Regions from separate parts of the Mus musculus genome. Here region 2 is linked to region 1. A link is a contact called in public Micro-C data. All regions are on one chromosome and are shown on one strand. The core of a region is the stretch at or near the end of the contact, and the rest is flanking DNA. Distances in the headings are between cores, read along the strand shown.

Region 1 (5,992 bases), core at 3,318-5,817:
GGGCATGCACCACCATGCCTAACTCTACGTGTGCATTTTATTCTTGTGCGCATCCCACTTGCCAGCAAGAACGGCGCTGCAACAGGATCCTTCTGCACACGTTTATTGGGAGAACTTGATTGCAGAGGGGAAGAGACCCCCAGCCCAGAACTGGTGCTGCTTATATAGGCCTAGGAGAGGCGTGTCTCACACCCGGATTGGTTATGCACTATACCTCATTTGCATGTTCCTCATCTGATTGGTTATTCTCTCTCAGTACCTCACAGAACCTCATTAACATACCTCATTTGCATGTCTCACATCTGATTGGTTATTCTCTCAGTACCTCACAGAACCTCATTATCATACCTCATTTGCATGTCTCACATCTGATTGGTTATTCTCTCAGTACCTCACAGAACCTCATTATCATGCCCGGGCCAGGCAGTATCTTGGCAAAAAACTTTACTGCATATTTACACATTGGTTGTTTGCCCAAACTTATGCGTGGTGGCCAGCAGTAGCCAGCGCCACTCTGCAACGGCACATGTGGCTTCCCACATTTTATGACCAATGTATTGCTGTTAATATTTTAGGTATGGCAGTAGTGTTGTGGTTATATTCTACACAGAAGGAGTCCTTGTCTGTTAGGTTCACAGTGAAATCCAGATGGAGTCACCACTGTCTTCATCCTCTGTATTAAAAACAGGGAAGTCAATGCAGGGGGAGTGAGATTGACCCAGGGTTGGGACAGGTGACACAGCATGAGACAGCAATAAGGCTTAAGGTCCCCAGGCCTTGTCAGACTATTTTGTCACCTGTTGTGACTCCACTATAAAATGATTTTAAAATTACTGAATTGTTACAAAAAGGTGTTGTGTACCCTCCAATATGACAACACCCTGCAGGAAAATTTAGCTGTGTGAAACTTGTTCTCCCAAGCCCTTCAGTGGCCTAGACAAAGGTCCAGCTTGGCACTGTGGCTCCTGACCCTGGCTTGACATCCTCCACATGACAGCCGGAATTGGGCCTTGGCTCTGAGTTCCTCCAGGAATCACTGTCTGGAGATCATGGCATCCCTTTGTTTCCTTTATTTTGAGGCTGCTTCTATTCTGGCAGCTGGTCCTGGTTTCCTATTTAGAGAAGCAGCAAAGCCCACTTCTTAAACAAATAGATGTAAACACTTCGATCCAAAGACAAATGGGAAGTAACAGTGCAGGTGGTACTCAGATACTGTAAAAAATAAATAAATAAATAAATAATTTTTTTTTAGGGTGTTAAAGAAATGACAGAAGTTTGAGAGAAAGTGGATGACAAGTTGCAGGAAATATTTTCTTAGTTTATTTATCAGGTTGACAAAGTGTCCTCACACAATCTGTTTCTCTCCTGTCCCCAGGGATCTATGCTGGGGCCACAGAGACTGCTCAAGATGCCTTCTGGGACCTTCTCAAATGAAGTATTAACACCCAGAAAAGAAGACTAGTGGGAGGGGCTGAGATCTCTACCTAGGAGGCGAGGCTCTTTACCCATGGCACCAGACATCATTTCTTACCCTGCCATTAAATGACCAAAACTCTGAGAAGGTGAGAAGGTGTACAGTGTGAAAGATAAATTCTTAAACATTTACTGATAACCACTGATTGTTCTTGGGAAGGAGAATGCCCTGGTCACACAAGGAACACAGTCAGTAAGTGTGTCCACTGGCTTCACTGTTTGCATAACAGGGTCTTTATATGTGGCCCACACTAGAAACCACAATCCTGGGATCATGGGTAGGCATTCACAAGCCTATATTAAAGTACAACTCTCCCTCTCTTCCCTCTCTTTGTGGATTCATGTAGAGAAGTCTCATGCACCCTACCTGTTTCTCCAACTGTAAGAGCTTATGAAACCAGAGGGCTGTTCTAAGTGAGGCCAACTTACATCCCCAACACCCTGAAAACAGTCTCTTTGCCTGTGACAGCCACACTCCACCCTACTCCCTGGCCATCATCACCCCTCCATTAGACCTTCCTGTACTTTATCATCTCAAGAATACTATGTGAAGAGGCCAGCAAGATGGCTCGGTGGGTACTGGCGCTTGCTGCCAAGCCTGTTATCATCAGTACCACTCCCAGGACCCTCACAGTGGCAGGAGAAACTTGCCTTTGCAAGTGGCTCTCTGACCTTCACACACTTACTGTGGCAGAAGAGAGTGCTAGGTTCCCTGGCACTGGAACTCACAGTTGTGGGTGCTGGGAACTAAATCTGGATCCTCTGCAAGAGTAAAAGGTGCTCTTAACTGCCAACCTATCTCTCCAGTCCCAGTAACCTTAAATATTTTTCCATCTGAAAATTCAACAACCCATTCTTTTTTATTGCTGAATAATATTTCATATTATGAGCCTGCCACAGTGAACTCATCTATCAAAGGACTTCTGGGCTGCAGCCAGTTTAGGCTTAACCCATGAATCATCTTACCCACAGGGTTGTGAGAACATCAATTTTTATTTCTCTGGGATAAATGTATTTTATAGAACATGTTATCATCATTTTCAGCCTTGATGTTCTCTTACATATCCATGACTGAGGCCAGGTAGATGGCTTAGTGGGTAAGAGCCCTTGCTGCAGTGGAGAGTGAGAACCAGCTCCCACAGGTTCTCCTCTGACCTCTGTGTGCACTGCCCTGCTTGAGTGCCCAATTTGGCTTCCTTCAATGACCCAGTGTGGTTGAAATAAGTAAGCCAAATAAACCTTGCCTTCCTAAGCTGCTTTGTCATGGGACAGTTGGATGGAAGGAGGGTCATTTGGAGGGCACCCTCAGGCTCTGAGGATAAACAGAAAGAAACAAATAAATAAATGTATGTATATATATATATATATATATATACACATACACACACACACACACACACACACACACACACATATATATATACACACACACACACATACACATACACACACACACATATATATATATGTTACTGACGTCTGGATAACCAGAGAACTGCAACCAAAGGGTCCTGTGATCATAATGGTCTAAAGACTACAGTCTCCTTGTGTCCTACCAGGTCTGTTTTATGTATCTTGGTTACCTGCCTGCCATGGGATCCAGGCACTCTCAAACTTACTAATGCATCCTATGTGGAAGACACTGGCTGCCCATAGCAGGTCCTGGATGAAGAATGGATCTGTCACTGTGAATTCCTTCGAACCTCTTTAATTTTAGCCACCTGATCCTAGTACCTGGTTAAAAGCATGAAAGGCTCAGGAGTGAAGCCGGGTGTGTGATCTCCAGCGCTGGAAACTAAAAACAATGAAGCATCACCAAGAACGCGCAGGAAGAGTTTGCACAGACACCCTGGAGGAGCGTTGCTTTTCTTTTATTTCCTGGAAGAGGATGGTGGAACTTTCCCTCCTCCTGTAGCACGTGGTACCCAGCCTGGAAGACTTGTCCTCTTCTGGGTAGCTCCTCTCACCCCCATTCCTGGTCCAGGGTCCTTAGGGCCTGAGGGTGCCCTCCAAATGTCCCTCCTTGTATCCAAATGTCCCAAGGCAAAAGCGAGTTAGGAAGGAAAGGGTTTATTCGGCTTCCTTATCCCAGCCACACTGGATCATTGAGGGAAGCCAGGCACTCAACCAGGGCAGGACCTGAAGCCAGCGCCACGGAGGAAGACAACTTACTGGCTTGTTCCGTATGGTTTGCTCAGCTTGCTCTCTTAACACTTCAGAACCTCCTTTACAGAGGTGGCACAGCCCACAGTGATCTGGGCCCTCCCTCATCAATCATCAGTTAAGAAAATGCTCCATAAACAGGTCTACAGGCCAATCTGATGGGGGTATTTTCCCAATTAAGGCTGCTCTCCCCAGAAGACACTAGTTGGTGTCAAACTGACAAACAAAAACTACATAGACTAGGAATGGTGGCCTCTCAGAAACCCAGCGAGACCTTAGTATCCATTCCAGAGAGTTTCTCCTCCAGGAGGCTTCCCCAGCCGGCCTGAAATTCAGCTTCAAGTCTTTGTTTATGCATGACATCAGCCTGTCACTTTTCTTCCAGATCCCGCTGGTCGATCCAGGTCCTAGTGCAGCTGAAGTCAGGTTGCACCGTCTACTTTCAGGGACGTGTTGTTCCCTCACTAACCTTTCGGATATTTCCCTTGGAGCATCCATGGGGCTGTTTAACAGGAAGTTCCCAGTGTTGTCCTGCTGATGGATTGATCCCGGAATATCTCAAGACCTTCTTGGCCCCTGGGGAAGTGTGGCTTTGGAAAGGGGGCGGGGGGGGGGGTGTTAATCAGTGAGCGCTCCACACTGTCCTAGGGCGCCTGTCTTAGTGCTATGTCCTGGCTCCACCGCCAGAGGCTCCAGACAAGGCGGAATGAACAAGAGCGAGCCTGCTGGAAGGCTGCCACCAGAGACGGGCGCGCGGCAGAGGCCTTAGGCCACGCGCTACGGGCTCCGGGGCTGAAAAAGCTCGCAGGATTCGGCGCGCTCTAGGGGCTCAGCACCAGGCGCGTGCTCTCCGCTTTCCCGCCGGTCCCGCCCATCACTGCGCTCGCCCCGCCCCACGCGGCCACCTGCTACCCAGCGCGCGCCGGTGGAGGGCGCGGGAGCGCGCGCCCGGGCGCTAGCGAGGCCGGGAGGATGGCGCGGGCCTCACTAGTGCAGCCGGCGCTCTGGGCGCTGCTGTTGCTGCAGGTAGTGGGTCCCGCCGCGGCCGCCAAGCTTAACATTCCCAAGGTGCTGCTGCCCTTCACGCGGGCCACGCGCGTGAACTTCACTCTGGAAGCTTCTGAGGGCTGCTACCGCTGGTGAGGCGCGCGGGCCCGGCGGGAGGCGGCAGGTGCGCGCGGGAGGGGGCTTGGGCCGCAGGTGCGTGGCGTGCTCGCTCCAGCCGGCCCCGCGTGACCCCGCGGCGCGCGCGCTCTCTCTCTGCGCATGGCGCCTGGGCCACTCGCGTCTGGGCTGCGCGGGAAGAGGAGGCTGTGATCGCGGGCCATGGAGGGCAGCGCCGCACGTGGCCTCGGTCCCCAGCTGTCAGGGCCCTGAGGAGCTCCAGCTTGAGCAGCCACGCTCTGGAGTCTGTGGGAGACGGGGGAGGTGGGACTCACCCCTGGCGCCTGACTGGTGTGAGAAGAGTGTCTGTAGAGACCTGGGCAAGGAGTCTGTGGGAGACACACCACACCCGTTAAGCCACTTAGGGAGAGTCATTAAATCTTGGATGAAAGGACCATTTTCCAGCTCAGAAGTGGGAGGCAAAGGAATTAGATGCTGGTGGAGTAGGGTCTGCCTTGATGACCTGGCTTCCAGCAGGGTGTTGCGGTCCAGCCTTTGGCTAGGCAGATGAAGGGAGAACTTCTCGTTGCTGGGTGCAGGCTGAGTAGGGTGTGATCAGGTCACACCCTTGACCCACACCCTCACTAGTGCGACATAGTCCCTTCCTTCTCTCAGGCTACATTTTGCTGCCAGCCTCCTTAAGAATGTGTTTAGGTCATTGGTTCTCAACCTGTGGGTTAAAACCCAGTTTGGGGCCTCCTGTCAGATATTCACATTATGATTCCAACAGTAGCAACATTACAGTTATGAAGTAACAACAAAATAATTTTATGGTTTTAGTACAGTTCAACAACAGAGGAATTGTAGTAAAGGCTTACAGCATTAGGAAGGTTGAGAACCACTGATCTAGGCTAAGGCTTAACTAGCTAGGTGTGTGTGTGTTAATGTTCTATATGATGCCCAGAGCTCAGAGCCACATTCTGCTATATGTAGTTCTCAAATTTAATTTGTTTTAAAAGTCTGCCTCATAGGGGGTGGCACTGTACCTCTATAATTACTTCACTAGGGAGGCTGAGGCAGTAGTGCCGCTTTGAGGTCAGTCTGGAGTGTCTTTAGGTTGGCCTCTGGAGTATGAAGAGGCAGAGTCTTTCCATTGCAGTTTGGAGTAAATGCTTTACCCAAGGGGAAGTGTTTATTCTTCTCTGGGGCTTTGTTTTGAGTGAGGAGGTCAGCTGTTAATACTCTGGAGGGA
Region 2 (6,055 bases), core at 3,245-5,744, 290 kb before region 1:
TCCTGTCCTACCTGCTCTCACCCTGGGGGATAGGATCTGCAGGCAAGAGCTCCAGGGCAGGAGGCCCAAAGCTTTCATAAGAGAGGCCTGGGTGACTCCTGTCACTTCTGACTGCTTCTTTCTAACCGTCGCTCTCCATGGGCTGGATGCTCAGGCTCTTGAAAGAATCACCTGGGTGTCACATCCATCTCTTTGGTGGATGCTGGTGACACAGGCCACATCGGTGAAGCATAACAGCCACTATGATGGGAAGAAGTGTCCTGGCTAGGGTCTTCAGGGTGGTCCATGGGTGCTTTTCATCACCCTGTACCAGCACAGATTTCTTTGTCAGAGACGTTCTTTGCTGCTAGTTGAGGTTCTTCGCAAGCCACTGAGTCACATCAGCTGTGCTTCTCCTCTGAGCACCAGCATACTTCACTTATTCTTTGTCAGTAGTCTGCCTAGCACAGGCCCCAGCAGCTCGATACTTCATTAATAAAAGGGGTTCTATAGCCTATGATTTTTTTTTTTTTTTTGCTTTATGACTCTTTTTTTTCTCTCTCTCTCTCTGTGTGTGTGTGTGTGTGTGTGTGTGTGTTGTGGGGGGTTATGTGTGCACAAGCGTTTACTAGTGTGTTCACCTGTGTATGAGTTACAGAGGCTAGAGGAGGATGTTGGGTGTCCTACTGTGTTGCTCTCCATCTTATTCCCTTGAGACCAGGCACCTCTTAGTAGCAACTGTTAACTGTGGTTCTGGGACTGGGCTGGTTATTTCTTCTGCCCCCAACAGGTGGCGACAAAGCCCAGAGTGAGCGCCTGCCCAGGTATGCTTGGTTTGCCTGAAGAACAAGAAGCCCACCGGGACAGCTCTTTCAATGATCCAAGTAGTGGTTGCAAATGGGGGTGGGGTGGGGTGGGGGGAGATCCTGGGCTAGCAGAAATTTGCAAAAAAAGAACTTCTGCAGACAGTCCCAGACAGTTGATCTAGGGCTCAGGACTTTGGGATGCTTTAAATAAAGTTTCTCCTTCAGAACTCTCAACCCCCTCTAGTAATTGACCTAGAAGTTACTAGCTGCAGAGCATACCCAACAAACAAGCGAATGAAAAACTGTCTTGGACCATGAATTTAATAAGTGGCAGAGCTGGCACCAAACCCCATGCTTAGCTGATCCCCAAATGTGCGATCTCTTCAGCAAGCCATGGTTTTGGTTTGACATAAGCTCTGTGCAGTTGTGTAATCAGAGCAGAAGGACTTTGTTATGAGGAGATTGTACTCTAATGAGAGGCCTCTGGGGTGAGCCTGGATATCCTTTAGGATGGGAAGGGCTCTGCCAAGACAAGCCCAAGGGCACTGGAAACCCAAGGAAGAATTACAATAAAAATATGCTATCTACAAATACAGACCTGGTCCTATGTAGGGATATGTGTCTGACTCATTCAAAGATTTGCAGAGAATATCGGACCCTCTATATCTCTAGATTCTATAGAGCCTGGAACACATTAATCCTTGATGAATATTTGAAAAATGGATGAAGAAGAAACCAAGAACCGTGGGTAGAAGCCAGGTGGGTCAAGGCAAGCTTTTCAGGTGAGTGGGGATGTGGGTGGGTTACAAACTTACCAGGTGGAAAGGGAGCTAAAGGCATTGGAGTTATACAAAGAGGAAGGATAGGGTGCGCCTTTGCCCATGTTCAATGTGCATCTAATGCCTTTAACACACACACACGCACACGCACACGCACACACACACACACACACGTAACATGGGAGCTATGGCTAGAACCAGTGCTTCAAGTTCAAATCTCAACTCTATCATATACTACTGGCTGTGAGGATATGGGGATATTTAATACTCCACGATCGCGTTCTTCATATAAACAGGGATGTGATAATGAGAACAGGGCCTCACAGCATTGTCAGAGGGCTCTGAGGTAACATAGTGCAGTTCTGAGGGCAGTGCAGACATGGGGGGCAGTGCTGCCTCTGGGCTTGGCCATTCCGCCATCCTCAGAATGGCTCCTGTATGCATCTGTGTACCATCACCTGCACCATTCCTGTTTCCCTGACACCGAGGAAGCTATCACAGGCCTGCCCAGAGGCAAGTCAGGAGGGCACAGAGAACTCCTTGCAGGAGAAGGGCGGAGACTGGGTTCTTCCCACCCACTCTTCTGTCTCAGCTTGTTTTCCAATCAGTTCTTCCTCCCCCCCCCCCCCCTTCCCTTTCCCAGCAGATGCCCTCAGCCTTTGCCAGGGCTGTTGCTGTCACCACAGCTGCCACAGGACTTGCAGGTCATGTGTGTCCCAACATCCATGACGTGCATGACTCTGCTTTAAGATGACAATGGTGCATATTGGAAGTGACACACCAGAGAGATGTTCTGGAGGAGACCTCAGATGACTAGACAGAGGAGGAATACAAGAGAATGTGCTATGGGTAAAGAGGACACCCAGACACTGTCCACAATGCCTCACCTGGGCAAATCTGAAGCCAGGAAGACTGAGTGGATGGCTGGTGGCATCTGGAGGGCCTTCAGTGACCTGTGTAGCAATCATAATGGATCCCACCAGTCAAGGTCACAATTAGGACTGTGGGCTGCAGTGGCTGTACATATTCCTGGTTTCCTCACAGCACAGCAGTCATTAGGGTGGGTCAGGGCTCCTGTATGCATCCATTCACCTGCACCATTACCTCTTCCCTGTTATTGAGGAAGCCATCACAGGCCCACTCAGAGGCGAGCCAGGAGGACACAGAGAACTTGCAATGGAGAACGTCTGAACATTGTAGTGGCCATGTTCTGAAAGCACCCCCAGGCTTGGGGGGGGTGATATAGCTTAGTTGGGAAAGTACTGGTTTAGCACTAGAAAAGAACTAGGTTCAATCCCTGACATCCTATAAAGCAGGGTGGGAGTGCACAGTCTGTAATCCCAGCACCCCTGAGGTGGAAGCTGGGGGACCAGTGGGTCAAGGCTATCTCCACTTCAGTCAGATTCATGCCAAAACGGCAATAAAAGTTCTCCAGCACAAATGTCCCATCTGTCCCTGAACCCATGTTGAAGTCTCCCTAGTCCAACAGGCTCCCCAGTGTCCAATTCCCTTCCCAGCCCCCATCAGTGTCTCCATGGGACACCCAGAGATACACACACACACAAATGAGTTACCTGCTTTATTCTCCAGGGTCTCCATTGGACTCCAAACTCTTCTAGGAATACAGTCCCCCTCTCTTCCCTCCACATCACTGGCTTTCTTTCTCTTCATCCTTGCTCCTCCTTCACCCACTCCTAGCTTCTACCATAATGGGCCCAAATCCTGTGATCTGCTGCGGACAGCCCAGCCACTTCCTCAGAGCTAAAACAAACATTTTAGTGCACAGAACCCTCTTTCCCATTGCCCGGTCCCCGGTCCTGTGACCTTCTCACCAGCCGGTGCCATCTGAAGCTATGCATGTGCTTACTGGACAGGGCTCCTGTACGTATCCATTTACCATCATCTGCACCTGTCAATGAGGAAGCTATCACAGGCTTGCCCAGAGGCAAGGAAGGCGCGCACAGAGAACTCCTTGCAATGGAGATTGGTTGAACAATGTAGTGGCCATATTCTGAAAGCGCCCCCCCCCCAGGCTGTACCCAGACCAAGGTCTCCCGTGTTCCTTGAATCCACGGTTGTCAGCATGGCTGGCGCCAGTAGCCCGTGGACGCATGCGTGAACAGCGGCTGTACATGAAGGTATGCATGAAGAACTGCAGTCTGGAAGGCTAAGCAGGCCTGGAGTGGAGAGAAGAGTAGGGGTCACTAGAGTTGGGGCTACCTTGTTCCAATCTGGCTATTCACCTGTTAGTGACTTTGAGTTTGACTTCACCTCCTCAGTTTCTCCAACTGAAACTTGGGCTGCGTGTCTCTGATCAGAAAGACAAAAGGCCAGAATGCACCACCTGCCGCACCCAGCAGGTGTCGCCGTGAGAGCGCTCTGAGCTTTCACCTGCGCGTGTTCTCAGGTTCTGCTACTGGTCATTGGGCTCCAGTCCAATTCCAAGTCTCCACCGGTAGCAAGATTCCGGAGGATCCTGTCACGTCTCGCCTTAGGTGCAATCAGCCCCTCGCACAGACGAGGGTGAGGAGAGAATGTGTGGGGTAGTAGTTCTGCAGGAGTCTCCACCCCAGTTCCCTGTTTCTGGCCCGTGTGACAGAGCTCTAACAAGGCGTGAGGGTTCTGAAATGAGCCTATATCCTCTACACCCAGAGGATGGCCCTTGGGCACCTGCTGGTCTCAACCTGCGAGTTAGCGAAGGATGCTAGGCAGGCAGGATTCCACCGCCCTCCACCCCCAACTCCGCTCCACGCCCCCGCCTCCCACCGCCGCGAGCTCGGAGGAGCGCCGCGGGAGCGCGCTCGGGGCAGACATCCTCGACCCGCGGGCGCTTGGGCGCGGGGCGGGCGCTCCGGGAGGCGGGCGGGGGAAGGGCGGAGAGGGAGGGGCGGGGGCGGGAGGCAGCAGCGCCCCGCAGTCCCCGCGCCTCAAACACTTGCCGCGATCGCTGGCGCGCAGCGGCGCCCCTTGTTGCGCTTGTTCTCCCCTCCTCTGGCTCCGCGGCTCCCGCGCTCTGGGACAGTCTCCAGTGCCTAGCGCGGACCGACGCACCGACGGACCGCCCAGGGAGCCTCGGCCCGCGCCCCCTGCGCAGGCTATGTGGATTGCCCCGCCGGGCCCGGCTGGCGGGATCAGCACAGCCCGGCCCGTGGCACCCGCCACCAGCGGGGACTATGACCCGGAAAGCGCGGCGCTGCCTGGGCCACCTCTTTCTCAGCCTGGGCATAGTCTACCTCCGGATCGGGTAAGCACCGCGCGCGTTCTTTCCGCGCGTGCGACGGAGGCAAAGTTGACTGGGCCCGGGAGGGAGGCGCGCTGCCCAACTTAGCTCAGGAGAGGCAGTGGGAGGTGCAGGAACCCTGAGGGCACAAAGGCTCCCCGTGAGCGGACAACCCAGGGGCGCACGCAATTCCACAGACTCGGGCAGGGGATCGGCCATCCCAAGGATCTCAGAGTCAGGGATACCTCCAGAAACAGACAGTTAAGTGTTTCTGGAAGCGAATATCTGCTCTATGGGGTCCCCAGGAACCGCCCCACCCCCCGCCCCTGCGCGCAAGCCACAAGCACAGTAGATCCGGCAGGACCACAGCCACCCCTAGAGAGCTCAATTCCCAGCAGGAATTCTACGCGCGATATTGTGAGCGCAGCCCTTTTGCAGACAGGGCTACTCATGTAGCAAACGTGGGCCCAGGACTGGGGGTGTTCCCTGGCAAAAGCATAAACCACCTTTCAGAGCTCTGGCACCGCCTCATTTCCAGCGGCCCTCAGACCCCCTTCCCAAGCTAGGAGGACAGCACATTTAACAATCAGAACCAAATAGTACGACCAGAGATAGTTAATGGCTAGTCGGAGACACCAAGGAGAGACGCTCTCTAGCCGCCACCCAAAGAAAGCAAGACAGCCGACCCTGGGGTCGCTGGGGTGGGAGCCAAAGAACCCAGGCGTCAGGAGGTGGGGCAGGAGACACTCTAACTGGAAAGTGGAAGCAGGTGGCTTCTTGCGCTGCGTTGCGCGGCCTCTCTTTGTACTTAGGAAGTGACTTGTGTGCAGCACGGTTTTGGGGACGTGGGGGGCTTTAATCATAGACAGAGGTCCTAGCGCCAAAGGGCTACCTTGGGAGGCTTCACACCTGCCTCTCTCTATACACCCCTACTACCTGTGAACCTCCTGTCGCTGCCTTGGGAAGAACTGGACCCAAGGCCAGGGGGCGTGTGTGGCAGACCCTTTGTGTTTCTCCGCCGCCACCCTCAGGGTTCCCACTTCCCCAACCCCACCTCTCTGGAATGGGATTTCAAAACCAAGTGCGCTCTGAGTGGACTAGGCGGCCTCCAGCCCAACCGCGGATCGAGAGGCGGCTTCTGGGCTCGCGCGCTGCCTGCCTGCGGGTGTGTTTTAAGTGTTATTGATTCGCCCGCGTCTGGATGGCTTTTCTTTTCTTTTCTTTTTTTTTCCCCCCCACTTGCTTTAATCTTCATCTTGGCCCGCGCACTA

What was found. A called contact is a pair of places that touch in the nucleus more often than the background predicts.
Region 2: a contact with region 1 is called in a Micro-C map of embryonic stem cells, with 4 times the contacts expected there. The contact joins the promoter of Wnt7a here to the promoter of Nup210 in region 1. A contact is called at or near these places in 1 of 39 promoter capture datasets (embryonic stem cells), 4 of 484 Hi-C or Micro-C datasets (all in embryonic stem cells) and 4 of 115 datasets of contacts at active chromatin or transcription factors (embryonic forebrain, embryonic stem cells and pancreatic cancer cells).

The regions. Positions count from the first base shown.
Region 1 is chr6:91,115,401-91,121,392 of GRCm38.p6, reverse strand. It overlaps Nup210 (nucleoporin 210), which reads left to right and starts at 4,567. Exons shown (of 40, transcript NM_018815.2): 1 at 4,567-4,775. The coding sequence starts at 4,609. Gm30364 (a long non-coding RNA gene) reads right to left here and starts at 4,172. Exons shown (of 4, transcript XR_003956467.1): 1 at 3,208-4,172.
Region 2 is chr6:91,409,792-91,415,846 of GRCm38.p6, reverse strand. Wnt7a (wingless-type MMTV integration site family, member 7A) reads left to right here and starts at 4,494. Exons shown (of 4, transcript NM_009527.4): 1 at 4,494-4,808. The coding sequence starts at 4,738. It overlaps Gm30437 (a long non-coding RNA gene), which reads right to left and starts at 4,519. Exons shown (of 2, transcript XR_377869.4): 1 at 3,836-4,519; 2 at 3,131-3,741.